Regions from separate parts of the Mus musculus genome. Here region 1 is linked to region 2. The links are chromatin contacts, called in public Hi-C maps. All regions are on one chromosome and are shown on one strand. Each heading gives the region's core, a stretch centred on a gene start, on an enhancer-like site or on the middle of the called end of the contact. The rest is flanking DNA. Distances are from core to core; before and after follow the strand shown.

What was found. A called contact is a pair of places that touch in the nucleus more often than the background predicts.
Region 1: a contact with region 2 is called in a Hi-C map of cerebellum, with 4 times the contacts expected there. The contact joins the promoter of Necap2 here to the promoter of Rpl11 in region 2.

What each region holds. Positions count from the first base shown.
Region 1 is chr4:141,073,046-141,080,216 of GRCm38.p6, reverse strand. It overlaps Necap2 (NECAP endocytosis associated 2), which reads left to right and starts at 1,860. Exons shown (of 8, transcript NM_025383.4): 1 at 1,860-2,004; 2 at 5,157-5,257; 3 at 6,438-6,542; 4 at 6,628-6,709. The coding sequence starts at 1,913.
Region 2 is chr4:136,050,517-136,058,302 of GRCm38.p6, reverse strand. It overlaps Rpl11 (ribosomal protein L11), which reads left to right and starts at 4,910. Exons shown (of 6, transcript NM_025919.3): 1 at 4,910-4,955; 2 at 5,586-5,736; 3 at 6,583-6,689; 4 at 7,001-7,132. The coding sequence starts at 4,950.

The sequences.
Region 1 (7,171 bases), core at 611-3,110, 5.0 Mb before region 2:
CAGATTCACGTTACCAGAATACATGTTCCAGGTGTGGTAACAATTTCATGAAAATTTCATAATGACTATCTTAGTCAGTGATCTATTACTGTTAACAGACGCCATGGCCACAGCAACTTTTATAAGAGAGAGCACGTAATTAGGCTGGCTTACAGTTTCAGAGATTCAGTCCATTATCATCAAGGCGGGAAGCATGGCAGCACGCAGGCAGACATGGTGCTGGAGAAGTAGTTGAACATTCTCCATCTGGATCTGCAGGCAGCAGGAAGAGAAAGGCACTGGGACTGGCTTTGACTTTTGAAACCTCAAAGCTCACCCCCAATAATATACTTCCTCCAAAAGGCCACACCCACTCCAAGGCCACACCTCCTAGTTCCTCTCAAGTAGTGCCAATTCCTAATGACCAAGCATTCAAAATTATGAGCCTATGGGGGCCATTCCCATTCAGACCACCACAGTGATGAAAAAATAGTTATAAACCGAGGCATTAGCCCGGCCGTGGTGTCGCACACCTTTAATCCCAGCATTTGGGAGGCAGAGGCGGGCAGATTTCGGAGTTCGAGGCCAGCCTGGTCTACAGAGTGAGTTCCAGGACAGCCAGGACTGCACAGAGAAATCCTGTCTCGAAAAACCAAAAAACTGAGCCAGGCGTGGTGGCACACGCCTTTAATCCCAGCACTCGGGAGGCAGAGGCAGGTGGATTTCTGAGTTTGAGGCCAGCCTGGTCTACAAAATGAGTTCCAGGACAGCCTGGGCTACACAGAGAAACCCTGTCTCAAAAAAAACCAACAAAAACAAAAAACCCAAAAAATCAACAAAACAAAACAAACATCAAACCGAGGCATTTTTCAAACCGTTGGTGGAGACCTCAGGCAGGTGAGTCACCGCAAAGCCGGGAAACATCATTTATGGCCCTTACTTGCTATCTGATGACATTCTTAGCCTTTATTGGTGAAAGCTGGCATTTGTACCTTCCAAAGGATTTACCTAATAGTCACAAGGATCTTAGGTCACATACAGAGGTGGCCAATAAATGGCTATTTAGAGGGTCAAGATAACTCAAAATCAATTCGCCTCCCAATCTGCCTTATTCTAGCTTTTCACAAGTGATCAACCTCGTGGAAGGATTAGGAGGTGTGTCCTCGTTGGAAAAGCTGTGATGGGGGTTTGGTCTTTGAGTTTTCCAAAAGCCCGTATCAGGCCCGGGTCACTGTCGTCCGTGCTCCCCTTCCTCCCGCCCCATCCCTGTGTGCTGTGGCCCTTCCACCCCCACCAGGATCATGACGTACAGCTCTCAGCTGCTTCTCTGGTATCACGCCTGCCTGCATGCCGCCATGCTCTCCCGCATGCTAATCATGGACTAAGCCTCTGAAACTGTAAGCAAGCCCCCAATGAAAGGATTTCTTTTTGTAAGTGTTGCCTTGGTCATAGTGTCTCTTCACAGCAAAGACAACCAGGAACTTTGGTTCACAACTTTGATTTGTACTCCTGTTGCGCTAAGCCACTGGGGCCTTGCGCACATAGTAGGTTATAAAAAGTTGTGGAGCGAGATTCCTCCAGAAGCCTCTGAGAACCTTCTGGGATTGGCGGGGACAAGGACATTCCGTCAGAAGGGCAGGGCTGCAGGGTATCTTGCATATCAGCCACCCTGGTCTAGGGTATAGAGTTTGAACTACAACCAGGTTCGGGATTAGGCTCAGATCAGCGGCATCTCGAGCTTCTCAGGTCCCACAGCAGCAGAGAGCAATCGCTTCACGGTCTGATCTGAGGCGCCCGGCAGAGGGCACTCGGGAGCGATCGGGGGGTCCCCCGGAGCTTCCGCTCTAGACAGAACTTGGTCATAGAGTCGCATCACTTCCGGTCCTGAAGGGGCGGGGAGAAGCCGGAAGTCCCGAGGGCTCGGGCGATAGAGATGGAGGAGAGTGAGTACGAGTCTGTTCTGTGTGTCAAGCCGGAGGTCCACGTCTACCGCATCCCGCCGCGGGCCACCAACCGTGGTTACAGGTGACCGTTCCTGGCTTAATCTTCCCGTCCCCCGCCCCGGCATGCACTGCGGGGGACGAGGACCGGTTGTCGGGTTTAGGGGCGGAAAGGATGGAGCCCTGTGGCTACTTTAATCGGGGCCAGACTTAGGAGGGGTCGCTGGCCCTGAGCCGTCAGCGGGACGCCGGCAACGGTCGCAGCCAGCTCCTGGGGACCCGAGAGCGCAGTGGGTTCCCTCGGCGGGGTCTACGGGTCGTGTCACAGCGCTAACCGACAGTCGTGACGGGATCCCAGAAAACCCTGCCACCCGCGGAAATCCCCGCCGGGAGGGCACGGGAGGGAACCCGGCCATCTGGGGGACCCGTCCCACGAAGCCCAGGGACGCTGTTCCTATCTCCGGCTCTCCTGACCCCAGTTTCACCCCTGATCACAACATACTTGCAGCTGGGAGGATACCGCCGCCCTTGTCTTGAGTGAGCGTCACCTGAGGCAAATAAACTCAAATGCCTGTAAACACACGGAGTGTCTCCGGAAGGGAACCCAGGACTCTAGTCTAGGAGAGGAGACACAAAGTTGGACACCTTCCCTAACTGAAAAAGATGAAAAATACGTGGTGTGTCCTGTGCCCTGTGGTGGGGTGTTGCTACTTAGGCTGGGTGGCTCTCGAAGGCGATGGGTGTCTGAGTTGTTTGGAAACAGGTCGTCGGGTACCACAAATGTGTTGGAGGGCCAACTCCATCTGCCCTTTGCGCTATGTAACACAGGCTCATAACATTTTCTGAATGGGTATCTTAGAACACTTAACTGTGTCGGTGCGATGATTTTAAAATAATATTAAAATGACAAGAATGGAGGTCAGCAAGCTACAGCTGCCTGTGCTTGCTTTTGCGTGTCTGGGTGTGGTGCGGGTGCATGCAGAAGCCACAGGAGTTCCAGCCAGTGTCTTGCTTTTTTCATGTCCGTTGTTCCCTTGAGGTGGCCCCTAACTGAAGCTGGGGTTGGCTGTTTTCATCTAGACTAGGTGTTCAGCAAGCCCAGTGAAACTCCTTTCTCTGCCCCACCCCACACAGTGGAGGGTCTACAGGTAGCTGGAGCCAGACCTGGCTTTTAGGCGCTAGAGATCCAAACTCGGGGCCTCAAGCTTGCTCATCTGCACCGAATCATCTCCACAGCTGTCTCCCTTTCCTTTCTTGTTATCAAACCGGAGATTGGCAGTCTACCCCTATCTGTTGGGTCTTCGTTCAGTAGACTAGGGTTAGCTTCTCTTGATCCTCCGGAGGGTGGGGTCACCAAGTATCCAGCCAGGCTGGTTTGATACAGAGGAAGCTGCCCGCCCTACACTCAACCTTTCGGGCTCTCCTTAGCCTGAATCTAAAGCCCGCGGCGCCAGGAAGAGGAACAGAAACTGAGCCTGCTGCCTTGTTAGCTGAAGATGTACATTCATGTGGATCTGCCACAGCTGCCAGCTAGAGTTCTAGAGAGCTGACAGTGGCTTTGCTTAGAACTTCCCAGAAAAGCCTTCTGAAAGTACCCATGGCATTTGCTGTTCAGGGGTTTCTCTTTGCTTCTGCTGCTGCTGCTGCTGCTGACGACGACACTGTTGCCTTCTAAAGGAGCCAAAGAAGGCATTGACGAGGGTCCTCGTTCCCTCCTACCTGGAATACAGCCGAGAATATCCTTCCTAGCCGCTCTTTCCTCCCCCGGACCCTCATGCACTTTTACACTCTTTCTACCAAAGATCCTGTCCCTCTGTACTCCCTCCATGGTCTCAAGGGTCCCCCAGCCGGTTGGTCCCGCTAGCTTGGCATCACAGTGCCTTAACAGACACAATAGGCCCGGAGCTGCTTCCTCTATGGACAGGAAGCTGGGAAGGAATTCCCACTTGGGTGAAGGTCTGTGGTCTTTAGAATAGGGGCCAGCAACAGCGGCTGCGTGTGGGCGTTTTGAATGCCAGCACGCTCCAACTGCCTGCAGTTTTGAATGGCCACAGGCTAAGAATAATATTTTGGACAACTTGAAATGACTGGAGATTTTGAAGACTGTTTCATAACGGAACAGTTACGAGCTTCGGATTCTGAGGACTTCCTGAGGGACAGCCTTGCCAAGAATAGCTATTACAGTTTTCATTTTTACATTTACTTTTTGTATATGTATGGATGTTTTGTCTGCGTGTATCACAGGACTCAAGTTACAGACCCTTGTTATCTGCTAAGTGGATGTTGGGAATCGAACTCAGGTCCTCAGATAGAGTAGCCAATGTTCTTAACTCCTAAGCCATCTTTCCAGCCCTGTAATAAGGACTTTTTTGTTGTTGTTGTTTTCTGTTTGTTTGTTTGGTTTTTCGAGACAGGGTTTCTCTGTATAGCTCTGGCTGTCCTGGAGCTCACTTTGTAGACCAGGCTGGCCTCAAACTCAGAAATCCACCTGCCTCTGCCTCCCAAGTACTGGGATTAAAGGCATGCGCCACCACGCCCAGCCAGGACTTTCTTTTTTTAAGTTTATTTACTTATTTATTGTGTTTATCTGTGTGGACACATTACTGTTACATAGATGTGTACTGTGTCTGGGTACATTGCTGTCACATCTGTGTGTAGTGTGTTTGTGTGGGCACACTGCTGTCACATCTATGTGGCGGTCAGAAGACAATGTGGGGACTTGTCTCTTCCCATGATGCCACACACCTTTAATCCCAGCACTCAGGAAGCAGTGGCAGGTGGATCTCTGTGAGTTTAAAGTCAGTCTGGTCTACAGAGGGAGTTCCGTGCCAACCAGGGCTACACATTGAGACCCCATTTCAGAAGAGAACGGTTTAAACCACATTTGTTGGTGTGTATCTGCGAGCTGGTGTAAGTTTGTGGTCTGTGCACGTGTGCTGTTGTGTGAGTGGCCTTCGGTGGACAGTTGGTGGGAGCTGGTTCTCTCCTGCCCTGTGGAGTTTCAGGGATGGGAAGCAGGTGAGTGGCTGGGCTGTGGTTCCTTTCCCTGCCCAGCCCTCTCACCAGCCCCTGCATGTGGCACAGCATCAGAATAGTCCAGTTGACCAGCAGAGGCTGTGTGGCCTGCGGGGATGGAGGTTTGCCGATATTGCACCCTTGAGCAGGCAGCCTCTCCCCATTCTCTTTCTCGGCATGGGAGGCATGGAGTAGGAGGCTCAGTGTCTTTTGTCCTCCTAGGGCCTCAGAATGGCAACTGGACCAGCCATCGTGGAGTGGCCGGCTGCGGATCACTGCGAAAGGGAAGGTGGCCTACATCAAGCTGGAGGACAGGACCTCTGGTAAAGGCTCAGGACACGAGTTAGGCTAAGATGTCTGAGCTGCCTCCCCCCCCCCCCCCCCCCCCCGTGGATGAGAGAGACTGCTCTGGCCAAGCCAGGCTGTTCAGAGCCATGGCAGGACCATTACTGCAAGATGAAGGCCTCTGGGTGCATCCAAGTGCTGACGTGCCGTGCTTATAATCCCAGAACATGGGAAGACCCTTTCTCACGCAACAAAACAAGGGTGTGTTTGATCCAACACAGAGGGCATTGTTGTTAGCGTATCTTTGAGTGTGAAGCCCAGCATAAAAGCTCCTGGCTCAAGCCAGGCAGTGGTGGCACATGCCTTTAATCCCAGCACTTGGGAGGCAGAGGCAGGTGGATTTCTGAGTTCGAGGTCAGCCTGGTCTACAAAGTGAGTTCCAGGACAGTCAGGGCTACACAGAGAAACCCTGTCTTGAAAACACCAAAAACAACAACAACAAAAAGCTCCTGGCTCTGTGGTCTTCGCTGTCTGCCTGGTCTCTGAAACTAAACTAAGCTACTGTATTTTAGACACTCTGCTTTCTGCAGGGCCTACTGGCTCCTCTTACAGTCCTTCCTTGGTGTTAGGCCTTTCTGGGTGTGACATATCTGTGATGGCCCATCACCCTCAGGCTTAGAGCCAGCCACAAATAGATAAATTGCTGAGCCTGGGGGGTGGCAGCCCTAGCCTGCCGTTACTGTGTGGGCACGGAGGCCCAGTGTAAGTGGAGTTTTTAATCTTTAAGAAAAGCAAAGGCTGGCATGGCCTTAATCCCACCTGGAGGCAGAGGCAGGTGGATCTCTGAGTTTAAGGTCAGCCTGGTCTATGTAAGCGAGTTCTGAGGCAGCCAGAGCTACATAGTGAGACCCTATGCCCCCACCCAATAAGATAGCCCTAAAAATGGGGGCTATTTGAAAGTAGTCTGATTTGGAAAGCCTTGTCAATTAAGTAAGAACTGTTGACCCTGTGGGCCTATGGCCTGTAGCCCTCTGTGGCTCTGCTTTTCCCTTGGCGTTGTCCCTTCACCAAGAATAGATTGCATCAGATCCTGGAGTAGGCTTTGGCCATCTGCCCAGCTCTCCTGGTGTGGCTATATCAGGAAAGCCCTGGTAGCATCACATAGCAGCACCAGGCTGGAGGGGCGCCAAGCTCACCACCCCCACCCTGGCCTTACAGGGGAGCTCTTCGCACAGGCCCCCGTGGACCAGTTTCCCGGCACCGCAGTGGAGAGTGTGACAGACTCCAGCAGGTACTTCGTCATCCGAATTGAAGATGGAAATGGTACGAGTGGGTCTGCAGGGCTCTTCTGAGCAGAACCATTACCTCCAGAAACGGGAGACTGATGGGTGTTACCCCCACCCCCTAGGGCGACGTGCTTTTATTGGGCTTGGCTTTGGAGACCGAGGGGACGCCTTTGACTTCAACGTGGCATTACAGGACCATTTCAAGTGAGTGCTTCCTGGGGACATAGACTGTTGTGTCCTCCCTTGTTCCCTGGACAAACTGCTCCCTGTTAAGATGTCCAAAGATGCTTTCTCTGCTAGTGCCGCTCAGTCCTCTTCCAGGACTTCTCTGCTCTGTGGGTCCCCAAGGCTGTGTCACCTGGCCTAGCCTTCTTGGTGTCCCTTCTCTTCCTCAGCAGCCCCTGAGCTGCCAGAGTCCTTGTCAGGTCCTTTATAATGTCACAAATGGGACTAACATTTCCAGGTCACTTTGCAGATGTTTTGGTGTCCTTTGTGGAAGGACAGACAGGGCATCCTCAGGGCTCTGCCTCTGCTGGTAGATGGACAGGGTCTGGCCATTTGTGTAGACACCCCTGTCCCATTGGCTGCCAGCAGCATTGTAGGAAGTTAGGAAACGCTATTCGGCCCTTTGCTTTTAGACCTGTCCTGCCTCTGCACAGGAGTGTC
Region 2 (7,786 bases), core at 3,661-6,160:
TACTTCCCCCTATTGTGGTGACCCACAGCTATAAAACCATTTTTGTTGCTACTTCATAACTGTAAGTTTGCTGCTGTTATGAATCATAATATAAATATCAGTTTTACAATCATCTTAGACAATGAAAGGGTTGTTCAAATCCCAAAGGGGTTGAGACCCGTAGGTTGAGAAACACTGTTCTAGAGGCTAAACAAACACACACATCGTGTTAGCTTTTGGCCATTGTACAAGATGTCAGGGTTTAGGCCCAACTCCAGAGAAGTTCCTGTGACATCGGAGACTTCATTTATCCATCTCAAAGATGGAGTTGATGCTGACCTCCTAGTCTGGTGTAGATCTGTGCAGTCGCAGAGAGACAAGTGTGTTGTCAAGTTCATTGTCCTAATGAAGGAGCCCCTCTCAGTTCTACCCTCGTGAAGTGGGCAGCCTAGGGCTTGGCTCAGAGGAGTTGGTTTCATTATCATCTTCTGACTTGGTGCTTAGCCAGTCGCTGGGTGGTACGCAGTCCACTTCTGACCCTCAATTGTTCTCTTCAGGGAACAGGAAGTAATACTCTTTTTATTACAAGTCTGAGTTTTTGTTATTGTTGGTTTTTGTTTTTGTTTTTGTTTTTTTGTTTTGTTTTCTTTTTTTGAGACAGGGTTTCTCTGTATAGCCCTGGCTGTCCTGGAACTCAATTTGTAGACCAGGCTGGCCTCGAACTCAGAAATCTGCCTGCCTCTGCCTCCCGAGTGCTGGGATTAAAGGCATGTGAATTGCTCTGTAACTCAGAATCTGCAGGTCTCTGTCTCATGTGTGCAGAGATTAAAGGCATGTACCACCATACCTGTACCTAAACTTTTCTTTTACCTGGAACTTGCTCTGTAGACCAGGCTGACCTTGAACTCAGAGATCTGATTGCCTCTATTTCCTGAATGCTGGGATGAAAGGCATGTGCCATCATGCCTGGACCAAAGCTTTTCTTTAATTCTTTTTCACAAGATGGAAGCTTAGCTGGGTGGGATCCTGCCCTGGGGTCACCACTACCTTAATATCTTTAATCTGGTTTTCTCCTTGAACACAAAATTTAGCTCCACTTGACTTCCTCGTCATCCTTTAACCTTTGAGCCATACATTTTGTATTTTTCCTTTCCATGCTTGCTACACTTGGTCAAAACACTCTTTATGAGAGTGAACTACAGGACAGAATCTATTTTAGACTTTTTTGAGATTTTTCTTTCTCAATGCAATTAATCTAAATCTCTTCAATTTAGCCAGGTAGACTATTCAGACAAGGGCAAAAAGCAGCTATATTCTTCACCAAATTATCACAAGAACAGTCTCTATGCCACATACTAAAATTCTTCTCCTCTGAAACCTGTTGAGCCAGGCCACCACAGTTGAAATTACCCTCAGTACCACAGTGGTCTTCCATGTTTCTACTAGTATGGCCTACTAAACCCCACTTGAAGCATTCCACTGTTTTCAAAAGTCGCAAAATCCATATTCCTCAAAACAAAGCATGGTCAGGCCTATCATAGCAATGCCTCAGCCTTGCACCAACTTCTCTCTTAGCTATGATTTTATTGCTGTGAAGAGACACCATGACCAAGGCAACTCTTATAAAGGCAAACATTTAATTGGGGTTGGCTGTTAGCAAACATTTCCAGTCTTGGGGAATAACTCTATTATGGGTAGTCCGGTGACTATTTAACACAAGGGGAATGCACTCTACATGAAAGGATAGCATCTTTATAAAGCCTCAGATCTATCATTTCTATAGGGCACCACATTATCTCATCATAATCGTGATCAGCATCATTAGCAGGCATGTGCTGCACAATTACAATCAGAAAACCGGTGGTGATTTTGTAATTCCAGGTCCCTCCTCTGGCAGGGTACTTGGCTCAAGACTAACCCTTCCTCTTAAAACATGGTCTCCTGCTTCTCCTGGCTCCTTGCTCCACCCAGGGTCTTTGGGGACTTGAGACCCGAAGTGAAAAGAAGTGAAAGGCACAGGGTGGAGCCAGGCTCTGCCTTCATGCCCAGCTGGCTTCCCTCTTTCATCCCATGAGAAGCTCTGGCTGTGAGTCACCAGGTCTGAGTCTTTCTGTTCCCCCTTTTCCAGTGCTACTGGCTTTTCAAGAGCTCCTGTCTCTACCTGGAGCCCTTTCAGTTGCACAGGCAATGTTGCAACCCTTTCAAAAATGAGAGAACAGAATGATCCTTCTGGTTTCCCCATTTCATTCTTTTTTTTTTTTTTTTTCTGTTTCTCAGATCCCTCCATATCCACTCACAACTTTTCCCATTGCTCAGCCATTCTCCCAATCCTCTTTGAAATAGAATACAGGGAGAAGATGAAGAAGAAGGAGAAGGAGAGGAGGAGGATGAGGAGGAGGAGGATGAGGAGGAGGAGGAGGAGGAGGAAATAGAAATTCCCCTCTGGGAGCAGTGTGGGAGAGAACCCAGAGCCAGCAGCAGTAAACTTTTTGGTAATGTCCTGAAGCAGAACTCTCATTTCTTCTTCCCTTGCCACCACTTCTCCTATGGCATTAGGAATCCTCTCTCTCTCTCTCTCTCTCTCTCTCTCTCTCTCTCTCTCTCTTCTCTCTCTCTCTCTCTTCTCTCTCTTCTCTCTCTCTCTCTCTCTCTCTCTCTCTCTCTCTCTCTTTGGTTTTTTTTATTTTTTTTTTGAGACAGGGTTTCTCTGTGTAGACCAGGCTGGTCTCAAACTCGGAAATTCACCTTCCCCTGCCTCCCAAGTGCTGGGATTAAAGGCAAGTGCCACCACGCCTGGCCCCATGTGTCTCATTCTGCTCTGTGTTAGGGGTCACTCATAACTGGATTTTTTGGCTTCTTTATTGGGTTCTATTATCTGTTGCAGCAGCAACGGGGAGCAACAACATGGGGAGCAGCAGCTGTCACAGGCCCTCTTGGGCCCCTTGCATTTAAGCTTTCTGAAGTGTCCCCAGAATTCAAAACATAAACATCTACAGCTTGTGAAAATCACACCCCTTCTAGAGCATAAAAGAAATCATAGTTATTGGGCATGGATAATCTGAAACAGCCCCATGTCCCCCACCTGGGATCAAAACAAGAACATAATCACATAACATAACTGGGCTTTAAAAAAACAAACTAGTCGGTCATGGTGGTGCACACCTTTAATCCCAGCACTCGGGAGGCAGAGGCAGGCGGATTTCTGAGTTCGAGGCCAGCCTGGTCTACAAAGTGAGTTCCAGGACAGCCAGGGCTACACAGAGAAACCCTGTCTTGAAAAATACCAAAAACAAAACAAACAAACAAACAAACTGAAATTCTCATTATGTGTAGGTTTGAAAGGTTGGAAATGCTGGGGGGCTTCTGGCCTCCCTGTGTGGGTTAGAGAAGGGTACTGGGGGCAGCAGGAAGGAGAGGGCAGGCCCTTTTTCTACCGAAGGCGTCTGTGTTCTTCTTTGCCCATGCATTCATGTTAGAGAAACTGACTGACTCAAGGAAGGCCAGCATCTGCCTGGGATGTGGATCTTGGTGGTCCTCATCCTTGAGTTCAGCTTCTGAGGATTCAATGTAACCCTGGAAGGGGGCGTGTCCTATAGTCTGTAACTGATGATCTCTTCTCAGAAGCATCTGTAAGCCATTGTCAGATCTCTCTCTCTCTCTCTCTCTCTCTCTCTCTCTCTCTCTCACCTCTGATGTCCTTTTTCTTTTTAGCTACCATGTCTAATACTTCTTTTGGAAGGTGGGTGTTGCTTGGATGTTGTAGGCTTGACTTAATTATAAAAGTAACAACTTACATACTTCACTGAATTACACAGTAACCCATGACACAGAAGTAGCTGTTTTACACAAGGGGAAAACAGACAGAAGTAATTTTAATTAGTAACTAGCTAGTTGGATCAAACCCACACCTGCCTGTATTCACAGCTCAGGACTCTTATTTTCAAAATTTACTTTTTATTTATTAGTTTATCTGTATTTAAGTTTTTCCTGCACATATGTCCTTGTAAGTGTGTGCCTGGGGTCCTCAGAAGGAAGACAAGGGCATCAGACTGGAACAGCTGATTTAAGCCACTACTCTGATTTGTATACTTGTTAACATAGTTACAAAGTAAAGGGTCTAGAATCTGTATGGTTTCTTTTTATCTTCGCACTTATTTTATGTATGAGTACTCTATCTGCATGTACACCTGCATACCAGAAGAGGGCATCAGATCCCATTACAGATGTCTGTGAGCTACCATGTGGTTGTTGATAATTGAACTCAGGACCTTGGGAAGAGCTGTCAAGTGCTCTTAACTACTGCGCTGTCTCTCCAGCCTCAGCTGATTTTTTTGTTTTTGTTTTTGTTTTTGTTTTTCGAGACAGGGTTTCTCAGTCTAACCTTGGCTGTCCTGGAACTCACTCTGTAGACCAGAATTCAGAAATCCACCTGCCTCTGCCTCCCAAGTGCTGGGATTGAAGGCGTGCGCCACCACTGCCTGGCGTCTCAGCTTATTTATTTATAAAAATTATTTTATTTATATGGGTGTTTTGCCTGTATGCACACATGGCCTGATGCCTGTAGATGCCAGAAGAGGGATCTGTCTCCCTGGAACTGGAGGCACAACCAGTTTTGAAATACCGTGTTCATGCCGGGAATTTTGTTCTTAACTGTAAAGCCTTCTCTCTAGCCCTTTGCTCAACTGATTTAATGGACTTTGGGCAGTGACATCACTCAAGAACCACCAGGTTCTGAGACTGTTCTTGGAGTCATGGACTCAAGAACATACCAGCATCGGACAACCCACGACCTAGTCTTTTGCCCAAGATGACTGCAGTTTCGAGGACAGTCCACTAGAGGTGGCAGCGCCACGACAGCTATGCCTCTCTTTCCCCCTCTCCCCTCGTTTGTCTGCCTAGAAGAAAAGCCCGCCTCCTGACCCATAAGGCCACGGGGCCGGAAGTCTCCCTCTCTCTTCCTGTTCTCCACCATGGCGGTGAGTAGGCGAGAGTTGGCTTTGCCTCGCTTTCATCCGTCTCCATCCGCAGTCGGCGGAGCCCAGGGCGGCTGTCTCGCGGGTGGCCGGAGGAGGACGGAGCCCGCGAGGCTGTTGGCATTAAGCCCGGCGGGACTGGGCGGCCGTGGGGCACCCCCGCCGCATCGCCGCCCATCCTAAGAATGGGGCTCAGGTCTGCAGCCCCGAGGGCCCAGACGCAGTGTCTGGGGGCTGCCGGAAGTGCGAGCGCGACGTGCGGAGGTCCACGGCGGGGCCAAGGGGACACTTGCAGCTTGTGTGGTGCTGGGGAGTTTCTGCGAGTCCTACTCGCAGGACCCGTGCTAGCTTGGGAAGGGGGACGGCATGGCGCAGAGGCCGGTACTTCCTGTAGTTTTGATTAGGGTTACATTGTATACTTTCTACGATCTCTAGTGTCTGTTCCCTACTCGTGGATCCGCTTGGGATTCAGGCTCTCTCTCTGTGTTCGTTCTCTTCCAAACGCGGAGACCTTGGTGGTCCCGAGGGCTTAGGCGGGATCCGGGACGATAGAAGTCAGAGCGGAGAAGACCTTGGCTGTTTCTCGTCTCTGACGGGGCGGGAGGGTGTTGATGGCTGTGTCCCTCTTCGCAGCAAGATCAAGGGGAAAAGGAGAACCCCATGCGGGAACTGCGCATCCGCAAGCTCTGCCTCAATATCTGCGTCGGGGAGAGCGGAGACAGACTGACCCGGGCAGCCAAGGTGTTGGAGCAGCTCACAGGCCAGACCCCGGTGTTCTCCAAAGGTGAGTGGCGGTGGGCTGACCAGAGAGGAGTGGATCTGGAAAGCTTGCTTCATCTGACCGGAGCACGGGTGCAAATGGACTTATAACGTGAGCTGTCGTGGGCCTGGTTGACAGCTAAGAACAGGGTTAATACCGTACACTGTTGGCATGAGGTCCTATCCATGCTTTTATTTGTATTTGTGTGTGTGTGCATGGGTACTCTGTTTGCATGCATGCCCACATGACAGAAGAGGGAATCAGATCCCGTTTCTGTTGGTTGTGAACAACCGTGTAGGTCCTCAGAACCTGTTAAACCTCTGAGCCATCTTTCCAACACCCCCCCACCAGTGCTTCTTAACTTCTGGCTCTGCCTCAACTCACTTAAAATGAATTGTGATTCCCTTGTTTGGCCACATGACAGGAGTTACCTTGCTAGAAACATGGAGTCTGTTGCTAGTGTGGTTGTGGGTGGTCTGTGATTGGGTTTGGATACTGTTTCTTAGGACCACAGTCAGCATTTTGAAAACACTGGCTTTTGTCAGTTTTAGTCTCCCAATTAGAGCATAATCATTGGTTGGGCCTGATAGCCCACAACTGTAACCCCATTACCCAGGCTGAAGCAGGAGGATTGCTGCCAGTTCAAGGCCAGCCTGGGCTACATTTGAGATTTTTCTCTCTCAAGGAATGTAACAGTCTTGCTAACCTGTGTCTGTTACTATGGCCATGCTGTTTGAGGTTCTTAGTATGGCTGGGTAAATTAGAGATGGAAAGCTCTGTTTTCTGTGTTGTGGACGATGTTGACTGACACGCTAGATGCCGTGCAATGGAAATAAGACATTACCTGCCTCTTGTGTCCCCGTCCTGCAGCTAGATACACTGTCAGGTCCTTTGGCATCCGGAGAAATGAGAAGATTGCTGTTCACTGCACAGTCCGCGGAGCCAAGGCAGAGGAAATTCTGGAGAAAGGCCTGAAGGTGAGGCTGGTGGGGTGGAGGCTGCTGCATTGTCAGAGATGGGCTATATATACACACATACAGTGCCTTGGCGTTTCAGAGATGACTGTTCCTGGATTTCTGTCCTTGGGATTTTCTCTGCTCTTTGGAAGTGGGGATCGTTTGATGGCATTTGTAGCTGGGGCATGACTTGGTTAGGGGAGGGATACCTGTGCTCCTAGCTAGGACTCACAGAGTTTTGGTTTTGCTCTGGGCCTACTGGGTGTTGATCTGAGCTCATGTTGGGCTACTTGAACATGATGGATAGCATGGTCACTTCTGTGTCCATTCAGGTGCGGGAGTATGAGTTGCGGAAAAATAACTTCTCGGATACTGGAAACTTTGGTTTTGGAATTCAAGAACACATTGACCTGGGCATCAAATACGACCCAAGCATTGGGATCTACGGCCTGGACTTCTATGTGGTATGTGGACTTCTCAGTCCCAAGCTGCCTGTGGGGAGAGGTGGCTCCTCTGTCGACGTCCACACATGCTGTCCTGCTGTTGGGATGGGGAGCTGGGTTGAAGTCTCGTGTCTTGTCTGCCTGTGTGTCCCCCTCAGAAAAGGGCCTTGTAGCAAGTGTAGAGGTTCCGGGGTTTATTCCCTGCCGTTGCAAAGCTCTCTGGGTCATCCTGGGCTGCATTTGCCCTTCGAATTTGCTTCCCTGTCTCCACTCATCTCCTTAGCCTGGGGCACAGGAGTTCTGTGAGGAAGTCATGGAAATGTGGGGGGTGCAGACTGCTCAAATGGGGATTGTCATGTGGGAATGGCCGTTATCATAGTGGAAAGCGCTTTGGGGGGGTATGCTGCTTTTGGCGACTTAAATTTTTCCACATTGCACATGTAAGTTTTTGTTTTGAGGCAGGGTCTTTGATTTACAGCCTAAGCTGGCCTTGAACTCCCTGCATGTATATCTGCACCATGTGTGTGCCTGGTGCCTGTGGAGGCCAGAAGAGAGAGGACAAGGGAATCACATACTGGAATTGGGACTGGAGTTACAAGGATAGAGACCAGTTGAGGAGGAAGCCTGCGGGGCATGTGTGTGTACTGCCTGGTGTGTTGTCTGGGTAGCTAATGA